3 separate regions of the Mus musculus genome follow, and all the other regions are linked to region 3. The links are chromatin contacts, called in public promoter capture Hi-C maps. All regions are on one chromosome and are shown on one strand. The core of a region is the stretch at or near the end of the contact, and the rest is flanking DNA. Distances in the headings are between cores, read along the strand shown.

Evidence for each region. Promoter capture Hi-C pulls out the DNA fragments that hold promoters and counts their contacts.
Region 1: a contact with region 3 is called in a promoter capture Hi-C map of the 3T3-L1 cell line, with 2.7 times the contacts expected there. The contact joins the enhancer-like site here to the promoter of Dynlt3 in region 3. A contact is called at or near these places in 3 of 39 promoter capture datasets (the 3T3-L1 cell line and 3T3-L1-derived adipocytes), 1 of 484 Hi-C or Micro-C datasets (adipose-derived mesenchymal stem cells) and 3 of 9 other capture datasets (adipose tissue, embryonic tail and pancreatic islet).
Region 2: a promoter capture Hi-C map of the 3T3-L1 cell line shows a contact between it and region 3, with 2.0 times the contacts expected there. The contact joins the promoter of Sytl5 here to the promoter of Dynlt3 in region 3. A contact is called at or near these places in 2 of 39 promoter capture datasets (the 3T3-L1 cell line and the HPC-7 cell line) and 1 of 9 other capture datasets (pancreatic islet).

What each region holds. Positions count from the first base shown.
Region 1 is chrX:9,807,982-9,812,048 of GRCm38.p6, forward strand. It overlaps a transcript of Sytl5 not described here. Among named protein-coding and RNA genes, the nearest start is that of H2ap, 37 kb to the right of the region's middle. Within about 2 kb of position 2,505, at least 8 of the 459 cell types and tissues checked have an H3K27ac peak or open chromatin away from gene starts, as enhancers often do.
Region 2 is chrX:9,883,187-9,887,084 of GRCm38.p6, forward strand. Sytl5 (synaptotagmin-like 5) reads left to right here and starts at 2,435. Exons shown (of 17, transcript NM_177704.3): 1 at 2,435-2,593. The coding sequence starts at 2,475.
Region 3 is chrX:9,660,400-9,664,363 of GRCm38.p6, forward strand. Dynlt3 (dynein light chain Tctex-type 3) reads right to left here and starts at 2,584. Exons shown (of 5, transcript NM_025975.5): 1 at 2,470-2,584; 2 at 581-622. The coding sequence starts at 2,499.

The sequences.
Region 1 (4,067 bases), core at 1,255-3,754, 150 kb after region 3:
CATAGGGACAATAAGCTACTCATAGGCACCATCTCTTAAAGGCCCCACAATTTCTACATAGCTGAATGAACAACCAGAATCCCACATATGAATCCTTAGGGTAGTGGCTCTCAACCTTCCTAACACTGCAACCCTTTAATAGAGTTCCTCATGTTGTGGTGACCCCCAACCATAAAATTATTTCACTGCTACTTCATAACTGTAATTTTGCCATACTTACTAATTATAATGTAAATATTTTTGGAGATGGAGGTTTACCAAAGGGGTCATGACCCATAGGTTCAGAACCATTGCCTTAAGGGACAAGTTCACCTGATTGTTAATTATATCCACCCTGCAAAAGATTTTTCATTGTATATTCAGACATTTACATTTTTTAGTTTACTTTTTGAGACAATTTAACATGTGTCTACAAATATATTTTATATATTTGTGTATTTGATCAATATAAATTGATCATATTCAACCCTCCTCCTGTGTTCCCTCTTCCCTGAGAGTTCATGCCATTTTATTATTTTTAAACCTACTGAGAATAGTTATTGCTGCCGATGTGTGCTTGGGTATTGAGATACCTACTGGAGGATGGTAAACCTACGAGAGTCTATAGCACTGAAGAAAAAAAATGATTCTTCTTTCTCCACATCTATTAGCTGCTTATAGCTCTTCAGTTAGGAGTGTGGCCTTATGAGACACTCCCCTATCCATACTGGAATGTTGGGACATTTAATATGAATAGTTAACATAAATAAAACCTCTTCTATTTATTTATAAATTCCCAGCCTCAGGAAATTCATTATAGTTACCAAAAGAAAACTAATACACGCACTTTTTCAAGGGAAAATGCCATGTTAAATATGCTTACATTTATCATATTAAATGTCCCTATACATACTGGAATGTTGACTGGACAGGAATGTTGACTAGCTTGATCAGTCAACATTTTTTTAACTTCCCTTGGCCTTAGAATGGCAGAGCCATCATAGATGCTCCATAATTTACTTGTGGATTGATATTTTCCATGGTGGAACTGACATGCTTCAGCCTTGTATAATTTAGAACCTTACATATGAAAAGCAACCTTGTATTTCAAATGGTTAGATATTTTAAAATTCAAGTTGCATTCCTTGTAGGATAGGGTGATACATGGGAATTCAAGAGCAGCTTCAGTTACATAGTGAATTCAAATGCCAGCTTGAGCTACATGAAACCATGTTTAAAAAAGTGAACAAAAAATTACATAAGAATTTTCACATGCGAAGACACCAGAGTTGTCCCTCTACAGCTGACTGCTAGCCTGCTTTACTTCACTAACTGAAACTCCAGGCATTGCCAAAATAACTAAAGAATACTTGATAGAGAATTATAGAGTAAATATCTCTGGTTGAACTTCAGCTTGGGAAAATTCAGCCATTTAAATGTTATCAGAAAAGACAGCATGAGTCAGAGTACATATCTTATTGTCATAGGTGACTAATGCTTCACAGGTATGTGATGGTTTGGTGATTTCAATGACAAAAAATGCCTTTGCTCCCATTTCTGTGTTTGAATTAATTTCTTAAAGTCCTTGACTTTGGCAAGAACCTCCTTGATTATATAACTGCTGCTATAATGAAAACAACTTCTGGAATGTCCTTTGCTTTTTTGTGGTTAATTTTGAAATAGAAAATGTAAGTGTTTTGAGTCAAAGATCATCTAAATCTTTTGAGGGAAAACAAACCTTTCCAATGAAAATCTCCTGGATCATTTCACCATTGCACAAAAGTTACTGAGTTTTCAACAAAATCTTAGCATTAGGCATTAGAAGGTGAACATACCGTGTCAGCCCATTCTAAATGATTTTTCAACATTTAAAAATTTTGAACTCAATTCAAAATTGCTTGGGATTGATGCCAGAATGCTTTGTTTTGCTATTATTGTTTGAGACAGGGTGTCATTTTATAGGCTAGGGTGGCCTCAAACTTGGAGCAATCCTCCTGCCTCTGCCTCTGCCTCTGCCTCCTAAGTGGGGCTTATACGAATGACCTTCTACACCTGGATATTTTGATTATCAACTGTAGGAACTGAAGAACAAGGTAATATATAATAAACATTTTGTATGAACTAGATGGTTTGCATGCATTATATTGTTTAATTCTTATGACATTTGTGAAAAAAGGAACACTATGCAAATTATACAGATAAGAAAGCTTAAACTAAGAAACATTAAAGAATTTAAAGTTACAGATTTGGCAGGCATAGGGTTGCAACAAAGAGATGTCTGACCTCAGCTTCTGGGCCCTCAATCGTCAACCACAACAGATTCTGACTCATGGGTCTCCTTTCATTCAAGTTCTGTTTTCTCCACAGTGAAAAAATTTCATAATAAGAAGAAAAAAGTAAAAAAAAAAAAAACCATAAAAATACTCAAAACAAAGAAAAAGCCATAAAAGTGGATTGGGGCAAGTGTAGTGGCTGAGTAATATAAAAATGAGTCAGTGGAATGAATGCTATCTTATACCATATGTTATTTGGAAATAATATCTGACAGAGTCTGTGCTAGATTGTGAAATGGAACAATGAATAGGCTCAGAACACTGGGATTTAAGTTAGCATCATATTCATTTTCTGTTCCATGGCATATGGCTGGCTGGTCAGCTCTTTTAAGTGCTCCAGTCACATGAAATGTATATGAAAATTGAAATAGTCTTTCTTATTTTTGAACAATTGTCATGGTAAGAAATAATTTCGGACATGAAATCAACATGAAATAATTGAGTGTTCTGCTTACACATTCTAGTTATGTCCTACTTATTGTGTCCCTGGAGCAATGTAGAATTCACTAATTCATTAGATGAGCCAAGTGTTTTGGTTCACGTCTATTATGTGAGTTAGAGATAATTTGTGACCTGTAAGGAAAGAGAACTGATACTTGAGGGATTTGGAGGGTTGGAAAAGTTTTTATGATTGTTGTTGTATTTTCACTTTGCTTAAACCAGAAGACTGCTAATCTGCTTTCAAGTGATAACACATACCATATTTCAGAGACTGAATTGAAGTGGAATCCTTGAGGAATTTTTTTAATTTTATTTTATTTTTATTAGGTATTTTCCTCATTTACATTTTCAATGCTATCCCAAAAGTCCGCGAGGAATTTTTTTTCTCCAGAGTCATGGCCAACACTCTGGGACAATTCTCAGTATCCACATTATTTGGATACTAGTGGGAACTTACAATTCAGACCTTGTTGTCTGATGTGCACAAAACATGAACAAATGTCTTAGTGATTTTTTTCTATGTGTATGGAATTCTGTAGAAGCAATGAAAAGAACATGAACCACATGTGTTAGATACATGCGTAGAGTTCCTGTATTTTCAAGGCTGAGCAGTTTTACAAGTTCAAGTCGAGACTTAACTACATAGTGAGTTGCAGAGAAGCCTGGACTAGAGAGTAAAATAACAACAAGCCAAACCTGGTAGTGAAGGCTTGTAATTCCATCTGTAGTGCTAAGACAGAGAGGTCTCAAGCTCAAGGTTGTCATGGTCAACAGAGGGATTTGAAGGCTGGCCTTCCCAACTTAAACAGACCTCGTCTCAACGTAAAAATAAATAAAATGGTCTGTGGATTTAGCACAGTGTAAGAGTATTATTGACATGTTATAGCTTCTTTTTATCGCTGCATCAAAACACTTGAGCAAAAGCAACTTAGGAGAAGAACAAATTTATTTCATTTACAGGTTGCATTCCACCACTGAGGGAAGACAGAACAGCAATATCAAGCAGAAACCATGGAAGAAAACTGCTTGCAGTATTTCTCATGGGCCTCTGCTTTCTTGTACACTCGAGGACCATTTTACATGAGGGAGGCCTTAGATTCAATTTCTATTGTCTGTTTGTCTGCTGGCACCTCGCTGTCTCTTTGTTTCTCTCTCTCTCTCTCTCTCTCTCTCTCTCTCTCTCTCTCTCTCACACACACACACACACACACACAGGAATTAAGAGGTCAGCTGCTACAGATTTTATGTGAAAGCTTTATCATAGCTAGTGGTAAATTTATTTGTGTCTTTGTTTGTGCACCACATTTGTGCTTA
Region 2 (3,898 bases), core at 1,185-3,684, 220 kb after region 3:
TAGTCTTTTAGTGATTAATGATATGAAATTTTGCTAGACAGGTGCCATTACTAAACATGGAACATGTGTTTCAGGTAGTAAGTTGTTTCCACTTAGAGGCAGGTGCTTTTTTTCCTAATGGGAGAGGCATCTATCTCCTGTAGTTTCTGTGCCCAGGCTCACCATTTTCCTTCTTCCATTCGGTGTTTCTCTAGGATCTTCATTAAGATTCCATCTTACTAAATTATCATCACAGTCCATTCCTGACTTCTGGAGTAAATATCCTGACTTTCTCCATAAAGTTTGGACTACTTACAATCTCTTTGGTCATCATTTCTACACCAACCCAGGTACTAATTATATTAGCCTATTATGCATATATTAATTCATATGTGGGCAAAGGGATCCTATTGTTAAGCACCACCCATCCAATTTTGTTTCTGTTCAATTCTTTAAAGCTTTCTGTTACTTTCATGGTTTGCTTCTCTTCCATTCTCCATTTTCACATGTGTTTACTTATTCGGGGTTTGAGGTGGAGGGGTTCGTGGGTCATGTACATGTACAGGTCAGCTCACTGGAGTCAGTTCACCCCTTCCACTATGGAGTCCTGGGGACCAAACTCACATTGCCAGGCTTGGTAGCAAGCACTTTACCCACTGCTTCCTTTTGTCAGCCCTCTCTTCATTTATTTGGCCACAGGACAAACTCAGAGATTTGGAGAGGGTAGACTTCTATCTTCAGCTCAAGACATGCATAACTTAATATAACTCAAGCATTTTTCAACCCCTTGAGTATTAAAAAAATACACTCTGTAAAATATATGTGGAGAACATACTAGTCTGACATTTTAAGCGTAAAGTATGTTGTAAGTGAACACCAATTAGAAAGATGATCTATTCAGTCACAGAATTTCCAATTTATGTATTTTTTCTATTTCAGTTTAAAGCCAGATGAGACACAAAAGGATGGAAAAGCAAGTTTATTTGGGGAGACAGCAGCTGACACTGATAGAAAATTCTAAGCATTACATTTTCTGTAGGGTCTCCCTTGCCCTTGCTGCTTCCTCTTAATTTCTTCTCCTTCCCCTTCCCCTTCCCCTTCCCCTTCCCCTTCCCCTTCCCCTTCCCCTTCCCCTTCCCCTTCCCCTTCCCCTTCCCCTTCCCCTTCCCCTTCCCCTTCCCCTTCCCCTTCCCCTTCCTTCCCCTTCCCCTTCCCCTTCCTCTTCCCCTTCCCTTCCCTTCCCTTCCCCTCCTCCTCCTCCTCCTCCTCCTCCTCCTCCTCCTCCTCCTCCTCCTCCTCTTCTTCTTCTTCTTCTTCTTCTTCTTCTTCTTCTTCTTCTCCTTATCTAATGGCCTTTGCAGATTGGCAAAAGGCCTTGAATAAATCCAGTCTGAAAGGACCTGGGACATTAGCTCAAATGGAGCTACTTTGTGGTCTATAAGACCCACTTCAGTTTGGAGTTCTGGTTGGTGTACACTGAATACAACACAAACTCTTTGAAGAGTTAAAGAGGCTCTGGAAGAGATCCTATCCTTTTGAATCAACTAACATTTTTTTTAAAGGTTGGTTTGACCTCGTGGGTAGACTTTCTCATAGCAGCCTTTCAATAGATCGTTATGACTAAAAGCCTGACAAGAGCCAAGGAAACTGCCTAGCTTGTTGTTCATAGGTGTGAAGGAGACCTGAGGGACAGTATCTCAGGAAGATAGCAATGCCCAAATCTGGCAAACAACTGTAAGAATTACCATTCTTATGTGGTTATACTCTGAGAATCCAAGTATAAAACTAAAGCTAAGGATGTGATGGAGGGCCAGGTGAGCTTATGCTGTCAAGAGGAATAGTCTAGGTCCATTTGGTGTTTAGTATGCTTGTTCTTTCTATTTGAAAGGGATGTGTTCTAACACGTACAGTAATTATCTAGAACTGGGACTTGTATTAAGTGTGTGTGTGTGTGTGCAGCACACATGTGCATGCACACACACAAACATGTACAAATCCCAGTCTGTGTATTTTTATTAATTTGAAAGTTGTGTTTGAGCTAGGTACACTGATATTTCAAAAATTAAATAGTTGAACAAGTGCTATGTGTGGTATGACCTAATTAATTTTTCTCTGCTTTGTCCACCTTTTCAGTTTTTTCTACATTCTGGGCCCGGAGGAATTGAGTCCTGTTCTGAAGCTTTTTGAGAGCTCAAAGTTCAGCATCATTAGTGAATCTTAGCTGCTGACTGTCTACACAGCAAATGCTTTAGAGAATTTTTCTGTTGAAATAATAATGATTTTCATAGACTGCAATCTCAGTTGAATATGTTTTCTCTGTAATGTGAATGAATACCCAGCACTTGTCAACAAAACTGCAGAGTCCTTGAAAGAAAACCCTTTAAATTGAACATCTTGGACACTAGGTTGAGCAGGAGAAACCTTAACAACAGTAAATATTCGTTCACTTTCTGGAAGATTCAACCACTGCTACACAGAGCTGCTGCTGAAGTACCATGTCTAAGAACTCGGAGTTCATCAATCTGTCATTTTTATTAGATCATGAGAAGGAAATGATACTGGGAGTCCTAAAGAGAGATGAATATTTGAAAAAGGTGGAAGACAAGAGGATAAGGTGATGTGAATTTTTTCTTTTGCCTTTATTCAACTGCTTTCTATTTGTTTTCAGTAATTTTGATGTGGAATTTGATAGTCTCATTGGAGACAGATATTGATCAGGGACTTTATGGCTTTCCTGATGTAGCCCAAATATTTGAAAATATCTTTGGCTCTGTGCCATCTAGCTAAAGAGGATGGAGATCAGCTGATAATAGGATGCTGGTGATATGAAGGCACCCATTTTCCAACAGCAAACCTAGTAGCTAAGAAGAAAGACTGCCCATTTTTGAGTACCAACTCTGGAATGGCCTGTATGATATTTAAGCAACTTGCTGTGGTTTTAGTTATGTTTACATCACTGTAACTATACAAGCAAGTAAATGGATATTAACTTGGTTTCTAGTTTAGAGAATATCATCCATCATGGTGAGGAAAGGATTATGGGCTGGAGCCCTTTCTGTCCATGGTGGTAGGAACATAGGTGGTTGTAGGGTTAGGGAGCACAGCCTGGTCTCCAGTGTGCACCACCCCTGCCTGGCTCAAATATTTTTAATTTTATCATCTCTGGTAATTTTGTTCCACTTAGAGAAGAACTGGATACCACTACACCCAATTTTCCTGATTTAGATTTGTCATCAATAAGACAATAATGATAACGTTGCTCCCCTTAGCACTGATGCAAAGATTAAGGAAGCTTATAAATATGCTTGGGAAATCGGCTCCTCCCGAATTCTAGAGCATGTTCAATTCTAGAACATGGGGTGGTCTCATGAGCTTTCTCCTCTAGAAAATGTTAACTGTTAAATGTATACATTCTCAGGAATGAGCAGGACTTGGTGAACCCCTCCCCACCTCCATGACAGAAAATGAATGGTTCCAATCTAGTGCAGGTCTCTTATTGATAAGCCAAGTTCTCCTCAGTTGGTGATTGAATAAGTGTCCATGCAATGCCTAGAAACAGTCTATAACAGGTGCATTTTAAAAACCTATAGCTGTTTGGGTGACCCTGCTGAGAACACACTCATGGCCTTACTACTCCCCATCAGGAAAATGGAACAGAACAGAATATATTTCTCTAGCCTGGCATTGAATGGCAGTTCTGACCTGTTAGCTGTATGCCATTATCCAAAGTTACTATGACTTTTATCAAACATTTAAAGGAGGACAGAAAGTTTTTTAAGTTGATCTCTGCATGGAGACTGAAACTCTAAAGCACAAATTTATTGTTTTGTTCCACATGCCTAGTTCCACTGGAATGGGCCACTAAGTAAGCCCTGACCTTAGTACACTAATAACTCATACATCCCAGCCAAGAAACTGC
Region 3 (3,964 bases), core at 1,334-3,833:
AGGAGGACACTATACCTTAGAGCAAGCAGTCAGGCAAGTCAGGGGCTGTCTCTGGGGAAACTGATGGCAAACACACACACACACACACACACACACACACACACACTCGAGGCCCAGAAGGTGGAGTCAATCCTGCCCAGACAGAACTCAAGTCAGGGCGTCAGGGCTTGTTAGGACACAGGTCCCAATAGCCACACCTGCAATTGAAGCCAGTCTCCTGAGCCAGCTCAGGGTTTTGTCTTTAACCTAGGATTTGGCAGAGCTAATGATGATTCTTTAGAGAGCTCTTAAAGTACCTCACCCACAGTGTAGTCTATATTGACAACACTCGAATCAATAAGGGTCTTCAGGATCTTTCTTTCTGTAGACTTGAAACAGCTTTAGCGTGACTTTCAGAAAAAGGTCCAACTAAGCCTCAGTGCATGCCCTGCATACACACCACTACAAAGAAGGAAGACATCTTTTACATCGTGGTGTCTTAACATTAACATCTCTAGCATTGGCCTGACAAATCAAAACTGGATTTAAGATATTTCCATCAACACAACAGGCTTTGCGATAACAGCAAATATCAACTCACCTCTTTGACTATATTATGGGCTTCATCAGCATTGAAGCCAACCTAAGAAGAAAACACACAATAAAACTGCTTTGAGCATAGGCAATATTCAGGATACTCTCATCTGGCCTAAGAAAACCATAGTGACAGAAGACCACAGTGCTAGGAGTATTGGGTCTCCTGAGGATCCTGCACCTATTCCCTATGAATTTGGAGCCATTAGAATTGGGCAGAACCTGGGCAAATACCATTTTGAAAAGTGCTTTTACAATAGTGAGTGTATTGATTATTCTAGATAATCGTTGTATAATAAAGCTTAAGAAATTGGTATTCAGCAGCTATTACTGATGTCTGTTGTGTGCTATCAGTATACAGGAAATCATTTCAGCTAAAGTGGGCCATAAGAAGAGTATGCTCAACTGTCATTTTCAAGTTTATTTTGAACTGATGTGAGTCAAACCATTGCTTTCCCAATTATAAGATTACAGCAATACTCTGTCATTAGAAATTTATGTTATTCTAATTATATAAATTGGTATATACTTTTTGGAGCAGCTTGTTAGAATCTTAGGTTAAGAAGGATTTTCAGTAGCATCTACGTGTCCTCTAGTGCAGAACTAGGTTATGTGATAAGCCTGAAATACAAGGCACGATGCTTTAGGTATCACCAAATGACTTCCAGGGAGGTATGCTGAGTGCACTGGGAAAGCAGCACAGCACTTCTGTGCTTTAAAAACCACTAGGGAACTTCAAACTACTTGAAACAAGTCAACTCCTGAGTTATGCTTTAAGTATAGATTTCCATATTTTAATTCTATTAATTATTCTATACAATTTCCCACCATTCTCCTAAAAAAAAAAAAAGGAACGAAAATCTAAATTGTTGGAGGCATTATGAAAAAAGGTCTCATAGTTTGGGCCTGTGATAAAATATCATTTTTACTTCAAAATCCCATCCAAAAATTGGCCTAAGAAATAAAAGATACACATTTCACCACAGTTTGGAAAGTCGCCTAATACTATGGACGCATCTCTGTCTCTTCTGGGCTCAGGGCGTCTCCTGTGCTAGCCAAGCACACTAGGACTATGTCTTCACTCCAATTTCTTTTGAAATTACATGTATTTAGGAAGTAGTGCAAAATAGATCCCATTGCACCTTTGCTAGGAGGTGCAGAACATCTCTGTCTACGCTGTCCTTGCAAACTCTTACAGGCTGTGCAACAATTCAACAGCCCTCATCCTCAAATTCCTTGAAATAAGGGCTTAAGTATGAAGCCAGAGACCTGGGTTCAAATGGAACACCTGTCATTCTTTTCACTTGGGGCCTATCACTTTGTCGCCATGAAAAGTCGGTTACCTTCTGTAACAGGAAACTAACCGACATCATGGAGTTCTGGTGAGGCTTAGGGAAACATGAATCAGTGAGCAAGGGCTCTTAATCCATAAAGCACTTCCTCTAGCCTTTCCTGGGAAGAATTCCCGGGACTAGAGCCACCTTGCAGCACCAGCACAAGGAGGCCCAAAGGGGTGGAGGAAGCAGAGAGAAGACGGGTTTCCCAGGCCCTGATCGCAAACGGGCGGGGCTCGCCCACGCCTGCCTGCCTATGTAACCCAAATTCTGGCCTTCCCTACAACCTCTCGGCCCTTGCAGACCCTGACGACTGCCCCCAAGCGCTTTTGCTCACTAAGGCCAGAGCGACGATCTGCCCACCCTAAGGATCTCAGGGGCGGGGGAGGGGCGGGGAGAGCGAGAAGCCTAAGGGCAAGAAGGATCCAGGCCGCACGGAGCAGACCCAGGCTAAAGAGAAGCTGCATCTTAACTCTCCCAGAACTAAGAGACCACCCCGCAGTGTCCCCACAGCCAGTCAGAGAGAGCTGAGGGGCTTTTCCTGGCGCCAGAGGGGCGGTACCTCATCGCAGGGCCGTTGGTACCCCTCCATGGTGGCTTTCTGAGTCCTGGGGGCGGAGCAAGCCTTCTGTCCAGGTCCTCAGCTGCGCACTGGCCTCTGGGGAGGCCCCGCCTCCACTCCAGACCCAGGGCGTTTACGCAGGCCCTGCTTTTCTGACGCAAACAGCAGGGAGGGCGGGGTTAAAAGAGCAGGGAGGGCGGGGTTAAAGGACAGGGAGGAGGGGCTCTGTTTGAGTTGAGCCCTTTAGCGGGGCTAAGGGTACCCCTGCTAGGTTTTAAGTGCACTTAAGACCAGGCTAGTCTTCTGAAAATAAGGGACACACGTTAAGACCTCAAAGAGCTTCCATGGGGAAAGTTAGCTAGCACAGGTGATTTTGGGCTTCCTGCAGTGGCCATGTGCACAAAATTCGTTCATCCACAGTTATCCAGCAAGCGAGTGTAGCAGCTGAGCAAGGAACTTCGATTTCTCTCCGTACTAGTTACTGACTTTGAAAAATATACACCCGCCCCCCCCACACACACACACACAAGATTCAGTTTTCCCATAACATAAATCCCTCTATTTGGAGACTCGTTATAAGGATCAAATAAGATACAGTACACACAACTCCTAAAGTTGATGTCCCTCTTCAACTTGTAGTAACTACCTATATTCCTACAGCTTCAAAGCCACCACCACCTCTCCTGTATTAGCTCTAACCACATGTACAAAATGTTTTTTGCCATGCAAGGTAGGGCATTGCCGTGTACTGGGATTCAAATGTGGATATGTCTGGTGATGGTGGTGGGGATATTCAGCCCAACACAATGACTTCTATTTTGTTCCCCACTATCAAAGTCAGAAGGTTCCTTAGTTTTCTAATCCCTTTCTATTACTTTAAAAGTAGAACAGGAATTAAGAGACATGAAGTAACTTGAAGCCTATATAGACAGTAACTAAATCCTCAGGTCCCCCAATTCACCACTCTCAATTTGTGACTATTGAATCAACCTTGATACTGTGATTTTTGCAGTACTGGCTCTTCTATTATGGGTCATTGCAAAAAGCAAAGTGATTGGGGCTGGGGAGATGGCTAAGAAGTTAGCACTCACTACTCTTGCAGAGGACCTAGGTTTGGTACTCAGTACCCATGTATTGCCTATAGGCTGTCTGTATCTCTGGTTCAAGGGGGCCCAACCCCTTTTTCTGGCCTCTTCAGGCTCTAAGCACATATGATGCACATACATTCAAGGAAACACTCCATACATTCCATACGCAAACTTCAATGATCTTTCAACTGGAAAAATACCAAATAGTTTTGAGAATTTACTTTAAATCATTGTAATTTTATTAATATGTTCCTTTGGCTACAAGTAACAAAAGACCCAAGTAGGAGGAACTGAAATAATGATGTTTATGTTTTGTTTTATAACCAGGAATGTGAGAGTCAATTTATATTCCTGATTGATTTAGTTGCTCAAAACCTTTTTAGGGTATGTGTGCTTTCTGTCTTTAG